3 separate regions of the Mus musculus genome follow, and regions 2 and 3 are each linked to region 1. The links are chromatin contacts, called in public promoter capture Hi-C maps. All regions are on one chromosome and are shown on one strand. The core of a region is the stretch at or near the end of the contact, and the rest is flanking DNA. Distances in the headings are between cores, read along the strand shown. Region 1 holds the start of Ubxn4 (UBX domain protein 4). Region 2 overlaps Tmem163 (transmembrane protein 163). Region 3 has its middle 53 kb from the start of Gm23056.

Region 1 (2,576 bases), core at 23-2,522:
TTAGAGCAATATGGGGTAAATGAGTTGGCACATGTCTGGAAAACTACATTTTAGGTTAGAAGAGAGGAAGAATCAGGACTGAGTATGTACTTTAAAAACTATGTTAAAAGTTAAAAAAAAAAAAGGTCAACTTGTAATAAAGTAATTATTGCACCTCAGTTCCCTCTGAGTACTATGATAAAAGAGTACCATCTGTGAGCTCAAGTTTATGTTTCGGGAACATTCTAAGACATCAGGTGGTTTCTTTGTGGCTTACCGATGACACAGCTTTCTTGACAGCTCACAACTTTCTAGACCCAGTTGTCTGCCTAGTGGCCTGTCCCAACCACACCCGCACACCAAGAATTAAAAGGTCCAAGCTGCCAGAAGAGGAGATCCCAGAGGACCAAGAAGGGGAACACCAGGGCTGGGGGTCTTGGGGGGGGGGGTCTGCCTGCGACAACCCGATTGCCAAGGCCTGCAGGGCGCGACTCCTCGCAGGGTTCAGTGATTGGGGACAGGGCCTGGACGCGCTTCCCACACAGATGCAGACAGGTCACGCCGGAGTCCCCAACAGACCCCAGAAGCACCAAGTGGCACTGGGCCCGCCCGCGGCCTGGAGAGGCTTGGCGTCTGGGTCGGCCCCGCAGCGGAGCAAGCCTGGAGCCTTATAAAAAAAAAAAAAAAAAAAAAAAAAAGCTGTACTGGCCCGGACAGGAGACGAGCGGCCCCGAAGAGACCGAGTGGACTGGGCGACAGGGTCTTAGGCTGTCTGAGCCCGGCCCACCTTAGCTCCTCCTGCCTAGCTCACTCGACGCTAACGAGAATCCAGAACAAGATCAAAGCGCCACCGTTCTCGGGCCCTCTCCCCAGTCACCTGCCACGAACACCACGAAGACCGCGCCGCTCCTCTTAGCAGACGCGATGGCCGCCGGGATGGCGCCCTGGAACCACAGCATCGTCCCCTTCAGGCCCAGGCGCTCGCTCGGTGTGTCGTCGCCGCGGTGCCACAGCCGACCCCGCCCTCCTGGTTCTTTGGCCTCGTGGCCCCGGCAACCACCGGCTAATCCGGGCCCCGGTCTGAGGACCCAGCCAGCCCGTACGCCCGACAGCCACCCCCTGGGGACGCGCACCGGAGCGCGCTTGGCAAGAAAAGTACGCCCCTGTGTCACGTGACGACGACACTCCTCGTCAGGGGTCGCGCGCCCCGGTGCCTGGTCGGCTAGGTAAGTCCGTAAGTGCGCGCCCCCGCGAAGCCTCGGGTTCCGACTCCAGGAAGTGGAAGGAAGTATCAGGAAGGATGACTAACCGCTACGGCACGTTGACGTCGCCTGCAGTGAGGCTTCCTGGGAATTGTAGTCTTCCGAGGCTTGTTAATTTGCGGAAAGGTAAACTGTGGGCTCAAAGCATGGCGAGAGTGAGCATAGTGAGCACATCAACGCTGTAAGAGTAAATGCTAGGTATCGAGTTGCTGTCACCCTCTGACTTCTGCAAGCAATCTGCTCCACAAATAAACAAGCTTTACGGGGCTTGACCCGAAGCCTTTGGTTTTTATTTAATTTGACCCTGTGAAAAAGATGGGATTCAGAGGGGCGTGGCAAACCACGCATTTAATCCCAGCAATCCGAAAGCAGAGGCCTGCCTGCCTGTATGAGATGGACAGCTTAGTCTACAAGGTGAGTTCCGCGGACTGTCAGGATTTGTACAGAGACCCTGAATAACAAACAAACAAACAAACAAACAAAAACCAACCAACCAACTTACCAAAAACCCCAAACAAACAAAAGAAAAAGACCGGCTAGAGGTACAACAGTGTTCCTCCTCGCCCGCCTCCCACCCCGCAGTACCACATAGGCCCCTTATCTGAAGGGTAAGCGAAGTGGCAGAATGCTGGCTTTTGGCTATAATGTGCATTTACTAACTGGATCACATTGTAAAACCTTCAGCCACTATGCTATGCTATTGAAAAAACTTATTTATTTTTAATTCTGTGAAGACAATCCTCCTACCTGTACCATCCAGCGTGTACCATCTTGGCTGGCTGTACTTAACTTGTATGAATATCATGTAAAGAAAATATTTCTGTTGTTTCCTTGAGTGATAGAGTAAAGAAAGTCTAAATGGAGTAGAATCAACTTGTGTATAGGCCAGTAAGAAAATAAATTAATAACTATGTAAGGTTTATGGATGCATACGAAATCAAAATGGAAGAAAAAACATTTGCACAAGTTTCTAGTGTTTGGTTTCGGACTTGGGGACAAGGGACTGAGGTGCATATTTTCCACACCAAAGCAGACCTGGCCTCCAGGTTCTCCCAGCATCCCTCAGTCCATACCCTGCCTCCAACTTTGAACTTCCCAGTCCAGATCTCTCTCTCTCTCTCTCTCTCTCTCTCTCTCTCTCTCTCCTTGCCCATTCCCACTCCCCCCCCTTCTCTCTTACTATATATCTTCCTCCACTAGCTGCTCCCCTCTCCCTGGTGGCAACTTCCTTGGCCTTGATCCTTGGGGCCAGTGAACTCGCCGACCGAGAGCGGTTTCCCAAAAACCTGCCTTTAATATAATCTAATCTGGCTTAAATTGGCCAATTTCTCCTAT
Region 2 (2,576 bases), core at 38-2,537, 740 kb after region 1:
GCACAGAGTAATTTGTCAATATATAATTTAATCACTGGGGGTGGGGGAGGGATGAGGCTTGTGCTTAGTGTGATTTCCACACATCTGAGGGGGCGGGGGAGGGTGGTGACGAAAAGTTCTGAAGATGAGAATGACTGTTTTAATTTCACCTGGGGCCATAAATCGATTCTCATGCATTATTCAGCCGGCACCAGCATCGCCCTGGTGGCACTCTGACACATGCAGTGTCGGAACGGTTTGAAATCTGTCCTCATTAGGAAGGCAAAGGACGCCTTTTTGCAGGCATAAGCAAGCGAGCCTCCAGAGTCCCCTCTCACCATCTCACATCCTATGAACAGGAAAGCGGGGGTCAACAGGGGAAGGGTGGCAGATCCGGCCTCCATCTGATGTTAGTAGCTATAGTTCATCGTGTCCCAGTGTTGCAACTGTTACTGTCACCTCCTATAAAGAATAAGCCCCGCATGGGAGGTGACAACTGGCACACACTATTGAAATAATTTCATTTTGACACAAGGTTTTCCTGTGAGCAGCGGCATGAATACAAAGGCTCAGAGATGCAGCTGTCTGGGGAAAACAGGAGTGGTGCCTGGGACTGCAGAGAGACTCAGCAAGGTGATGCTAGAAACAGCTGCTTGGCGTGCCTGGCAACTCATGCCTGTGCCACAGGATAGCTATGAATGCGGCCACATAAAACTCTACTCACTTAAAACATTATGAGATTTTTCCTCTCTCTCTCTCTCTCTCTCTCTCTCTCCCACCTCTCTCTCTCTCTCTCTCTCTCTCTCCCTTCCTCCCTTTCTCCCTCCCTCCCTCCCTCCCTTTTTAACTCCGTTGTGTGTTTTTTCCAGCTTGGACTTTGTAGATGACAGATGGTGTTACAATGTCAAAAGGTTGGCCATGTTTTACTATGTATGGAAGTATATGAATGGATGAAAGTCATGGAGAAGATGCAATCAGATGTCCTTACCCTGTGTGTTGATGGGAGGGATCTTGGGGGAGTGGGATGCTGAGAGAGGGTGATGTTCCATATTAGCCAGCAAGTTGGAAGAGGCACATTTTCATGGACATATCCTGATGGCCAAGATCTCACTCTGTGATTGGACTAGCTTTCTAAGAGTCTGTTGTAGCTCCCAATGGAGGAAGCACAGCTAAGCCTCCACCTTTGCTCTTTTCTCTCTGACTTTACCTCCTGGTCTCCTAAATAAGGGGACAGCATTAGACCTTGTGAGGTTAAATCTTGATTGCCAGATGGCTTGTAGCTGGAATTGACCTTTGGGTGGGTCTGTGAGGGAATTTCCAGGAAGGGTTAACTGAGACAAAGGACCCTGTCTCAGAATGGGTGGTGCCGCCTCCCAGGTGGCCTTCACTTGTTACTGTTAAATGAATCTCCTGCCACCGTCCTTCCCCACCATCAGAACCCAGTTTCTTCAGCTTTCCACTGTAGGCTGAAGCCCCGCAGCTCTTCAGGAGTCCTCCAGGGCTTCTTTAGCACCAGACAGGGACTGCTGAGTCACCTGGCCTCATGGACTGCTCAGCTACTGGGTTCTCAGCTTTACAAAGGTGCAGATGGTCACCCTTGGACTGGCTGCCGGCAATTTGATTAATCAACTGCGCGTGCGTGCGCGTGCCCTCGCTCATTACCCTTCTCTAGAGAATCCCAATACAGGCCCTCTTGGCTGCCCTTCTATTTGTTAGCTCCATGAAGTAACAATTTCTCCACTGGGAACCTAAATGGGGAAAAAGTGCTTTAAGCACAAGCAGCATAGATGTAATTATAAAAAACCAAAACCAAAACCAAAACCAAAACCCCAACTTTTTTTTGGAAGGTGCTGAGACCAGTAGAATAAACATCAGACCACGCAGGAGAAGGGGCTGAAGCTTGCAGCAACATGTATGAGCCTCAGAACATGATAAAAGAATTCTGATGGAAACACGCATACTGTGTGGCCAACTGTATAAAATCCAAGGACAGGAGGGATTAATATATGTGCGTGAAGTCATAAAGCAACTGTGTGGGGTTAAGTGAGGGTATGAGGGAGCTTGCTGGGTGTCTGGGGGAGAGAACTTTCTGGGTTTTTTTTGGTTGGTTTATTTATGTTTTACTACTGTCACAATAAGAGTCAATCTCTAATATCTATGTTCAAATGTTTTATTATAGCTTAATATTTTTAGTGTAGGGGCGTGCACGCCACTGTGAGAGTGTGGAGATCAGAGGATAGCTTACAGGAGTCAGACCTTTCCTTTTCTCATGGGGCTGGGACTGAGTTCGGAGAGGGTTCGGCTTGGCAGCAAGCGCCAACTACCCACTAAGCCAGCTTTCGAGCCTTGTAATCTTTGTATTAAATGTACATTAATTATACCTCAATAAAAAAACATACAGGATGGCACCTACTGACAATCCCAGAGATGGAAGCCAAAAGATTAGAGTTCAGGGGCATCCCTTGTTTTATAGTGAGTTTGAGGCTAGCCTGGTCTGCATGAACCCTGTCTCAGAAAAATAAAGTAAAATAAAATAAAATAAAATAAAATAAAATAAAATAGAGTAATAATGCTTGAAAACCTTAGTCACTAGGTAC
Region 3 (2,576 bases), core at 55-2,554, 590 kb before region 1:
GGCTGTCTGTGAAGAGAAAAATACACACTCTGCTTTAAGAGAGGTGGAGGCAGACATGGGTTCCCTCTGGGTACCAACAACTGTCTGGACATGTTTCTTCTGTGGGGAGAAGCCAGCATTCAGAAATAGTTCTATTTTCTCTCCAGCCTCCCCTCCTTCCCCACCTCCCTCCTCTCCACTTCCTTAGGGACTACTCAGAACATCTAAAGAGGACTTCAAAGCTTGTGTGCAAACAATGCAGCCTTGACCACAGGTGCCTTCCTCATCATCACCAAAGAGCGATTTTGAGAGACTCCCCAGAGGAGAAGCTTCTAATGGTTTAAGCGCCAGTCTGCCCACCACGCTTCCCATGGCAGACTCAGACTGTAGTCTACGGAGCACACTCCTTCTCTGTTCTCTGCTGCAGTAGGTCTCCCCCAGATACTAGCAAAGTCTCTAGGTATTATGTCCTCCCAACACATGCAAGTGAACAGCTAGAGTGGACCCCATGGACAACCAAGGATGTCTGGGCACAAACTGGCGAAGTTAACCTTGCGGACTAACTATTGGGATCATCTCCAGCTGGCACTGGCATCATCGGTCAGCTTTAGACAAAGACAAAGCCGGGCAGCACTGAAGTGTCATTTGATCCTACGGACCAGCCCTCATTTTCACCACAGTTGAGGTCGGATGAAGTGCTGCCATGAAACTGAGCCCAGGGCAGGTCTAGCCACAAGAGATGACAGCTCTTTATCACACGAGGGACCCATGCCAACAGCCGTGCAACATCTGTGCATCAATTAGCAGCAAAGACATCCCTCCTGGGGTGAGGGAACAACAGAACGTTAGAATTGTTCTTCCTCTTTCCATCTGTGCTTCCTGAGGCCCACAGAGCCACAAAGAGGACACCCCACAGATGGTTTGGGGTGCCACAATTACTGTTCTTTCTACAATAGTCTAACTCGCTCAACTTCAAAGAAAGTAACCCCTGCTGGTTAATGACAGCTAAGCCGAGGAAGCAAACAGCAAAGGAGAGATAGCTCTGGAGAGACAGTTCTGGTTTTGTTAGCTGTTGGCCACTAGGATTTAGTGAGACTCTTCCATTCCAATAATGAGCCATTTGTGGAAGCCTTCACGGAGCTTGCCTGTGTTGTCCCCCCCCCCACAGCCCCGAAACCTCCACCCCAACCCACCCCCACACAAACACATAAAGAAGATCTACTTCAACAGAGGATGGCCCTCCACATCAGATGTTCCCCTCTGGAGCAAGCAGGGTCTCAGACCACAGACTGTAGTGGGTTTGCCTCGACACCAGAGGGCGCCCTGTGGTCATGTTTCCCTCTAGGTTACGTGACTTCTGAGTTTGACAAAAACCAAGAGCCAAGCGCCAAGCACAGAGGGATTGCTTGTTTTGTTTTCTTTTGCTTTGTTTTGCTTTGCTTTGCTTAAATAGTCCTCTTGGGATAACATCAGACTCTCATCCTACACAATTATTTTGCTTTGAACAATGTCCTTTGACCCATGCTGTTGGGAACCCTAACAGAGAAACGCTTTTCTACGCACATCGCTCTTTCGTTATGACAGTTGTTTGTTTGCTAACTGCTTGTTTCAGAATGACGACTCAGATCGCCTCAACTGCAGGCTGCAGGGGAGAAAAGTTTCTCACCAGCCCGTCAGGGCTCACAGGACTAACAGGACTGACCTAGGCGTGGCTTTCCCACCCCGACCCTCTCACCCTCATCCCCCACCCGCATCCTCCCACCCCACATCCCATCGGCTCTTTAGCGTGTGTACTTTCGTCACCCACCTTCTTCCAACAAAGGCCTAACCAGTTCTGATGCTCTACGTTACTGAGAAAGTCTGTCCTCACTCCTGGAGTGGCTAGATTTGGTCATTCCTATAGCCAGAAGCTTCATTTGCAAGCAGAGTGGCTAAGGCAGACAGACCCATGAACTTGAATTTTGTTTTTGTATAATGCTGTGGTCCATCAAAATAAACGAAGGGTCCCTCTGGGGCCCTGACCAGCTCTTTCTTCTTTGACTTTTCTCAAGTCACACACCACACTTGTGCTTTTGCTTCAGGCAGAGTCTCATGGGGCTCAGGCTGGCCTCCAGCTCACTGTGCAGCACACAGTGATCTTTCTTGCGTTTTACATTTTTCCTGCGCATGGGGTTCTGGGCATGTGTGTGCTACAGTACATGTGTGGAGGTCAAAGAACAACTGGCATGCATTAGTTCACACCTTTCACCATGTGAGCAAGCCCTGGCAACCAAGGAGTCAGGTTTGGCAACAGATGCTCAAGGATGACCTTGACCACGTAAATCCTCCTGCCTCTACTTCCAAGTGCTGAAATTGCAAGCGTGCACCACCGCACACGGGTAACCAATTTCTGGGATGGAACACGGCATTTCAGTTACAAGCTAGGTGATGACTCTGATTAACCCACATCCCCGGCCCACACCACCACCTTTTTGACAGTTACTTTCCTACACAGCCCTTGACATTTTGCACTAAGCCTTTCTAGTGCACTGTCTCTCTAGAATCTAATAACCTGGTCAGCATTTCTCTCATCCACCCATTCAAAGCTGATAGTCTAT

What was found. Promoter capture Hi-C pulls out the DNA fragments that hold promoters and counts their contacts.
Region 2: a promoter capture Hi-C map of embryonic stem cells shows a contact between it and region 1, with 2.9 times the contacts expected there. The contact joins the enhancer-like site here to the promoter of Ubxn4 in region 1. A contact is called at or near these places in 11 of 39 promoter capture datasets (the 3T3-L1 cell line, 3T3-L1-derived adipocytes, the C10 cell line and 6 more), 1 of 15 datasets of contacts at CTCF or cohesin (embryonic stem cells), 1 of 484 Hi-C or Micro-C datasets (pro-B cells), 4 of 115 datasets of contacts at active chromatin or transcription factors (embryonic forebrain, extraembryonic endoderm stem cells, neural tube and 1 more) and 1 of 9 other capture datasets (embryonic stem cells).
Region 3: a promoter capture Hi-C map of neutrophils shows a contact between it and region 1, with 8 times the contacts expected there. The contact joins the enhancer-like site here to the promoter of Ubxn4 in region 1. A contact is called at or near these places in 20 of 39 promoter capture datasets (the 3T3-L1 cell line, 3T3-L1-derived adipocytes, the C10 cell line and 12 more), 4 of 484 Hi-C or Micro-C datasets (CD4 T cells, Th1 cells, natural killer cells and 1 more), 9 of 115 datasets of contacts at active chromatin or transcription factors (the 230-238 cell line, T-cell acute lymphoblastic leukemia, acute myeloid leukemia and 6 more) and 2 of 9 other capture datasets (embryonic stem cells and liver).

The regions. Positions count from the first base shown.
Region 1 is chr1:128,242,833-128,245,408 of GRCm38.p6, reverse strand. Ubxn4 (UBX domain protein 4) reads right to left here and starts at 1,272. Exons shown (of 13, transcript NM_026390.3): 1 at 857-1,272. The coding sequence starts at 938. Gm41949 (a long non-coding RNA gene) reads right to left here and starts at 850. Exons shown (of 2, transcript XR_878509.3): 1 at 767-850; 2 at 1-646.
Region 2 is chr1:127,506,227-127,508,802 of GRCm38.p6, reverse strand. The region is part of intron 5 of Tmem163 (transmembrane protein 163); the gene reads left to right. Among named protein-coding and RNA genes, the nearest start is that of Gm41947, 28 kb to the right of the region's middle. Within about 2 kb of position 1,287, at least 13 of the 459 cell types and tissues checked have an H3K27ac peak or open chromatin away from gene starts, as enhancers often do. A contact at or near this core is called in embryonic stem cells, where this site is marked.
Region 3 is chr1:128,831,504-128,834,079 of GRCm38.p6, reverse strand. No RefSeq gene overlaps it. Among named protein-coding and RNA genes, the nearest start is that of Gm23056, 53 kb to the left of the region's middle. Within about 2 kb of position 1,304, at least 115 of the 459 cell types and tissues checked have an H3K27ac peak or open chromatin away from gene starts, as enhancers often do. A contact at or near this core is called in the 230-238 cell line, the HPC-7 cell line, T-cell acute lymphoblastic leukemia and 10 more, where this site is marked.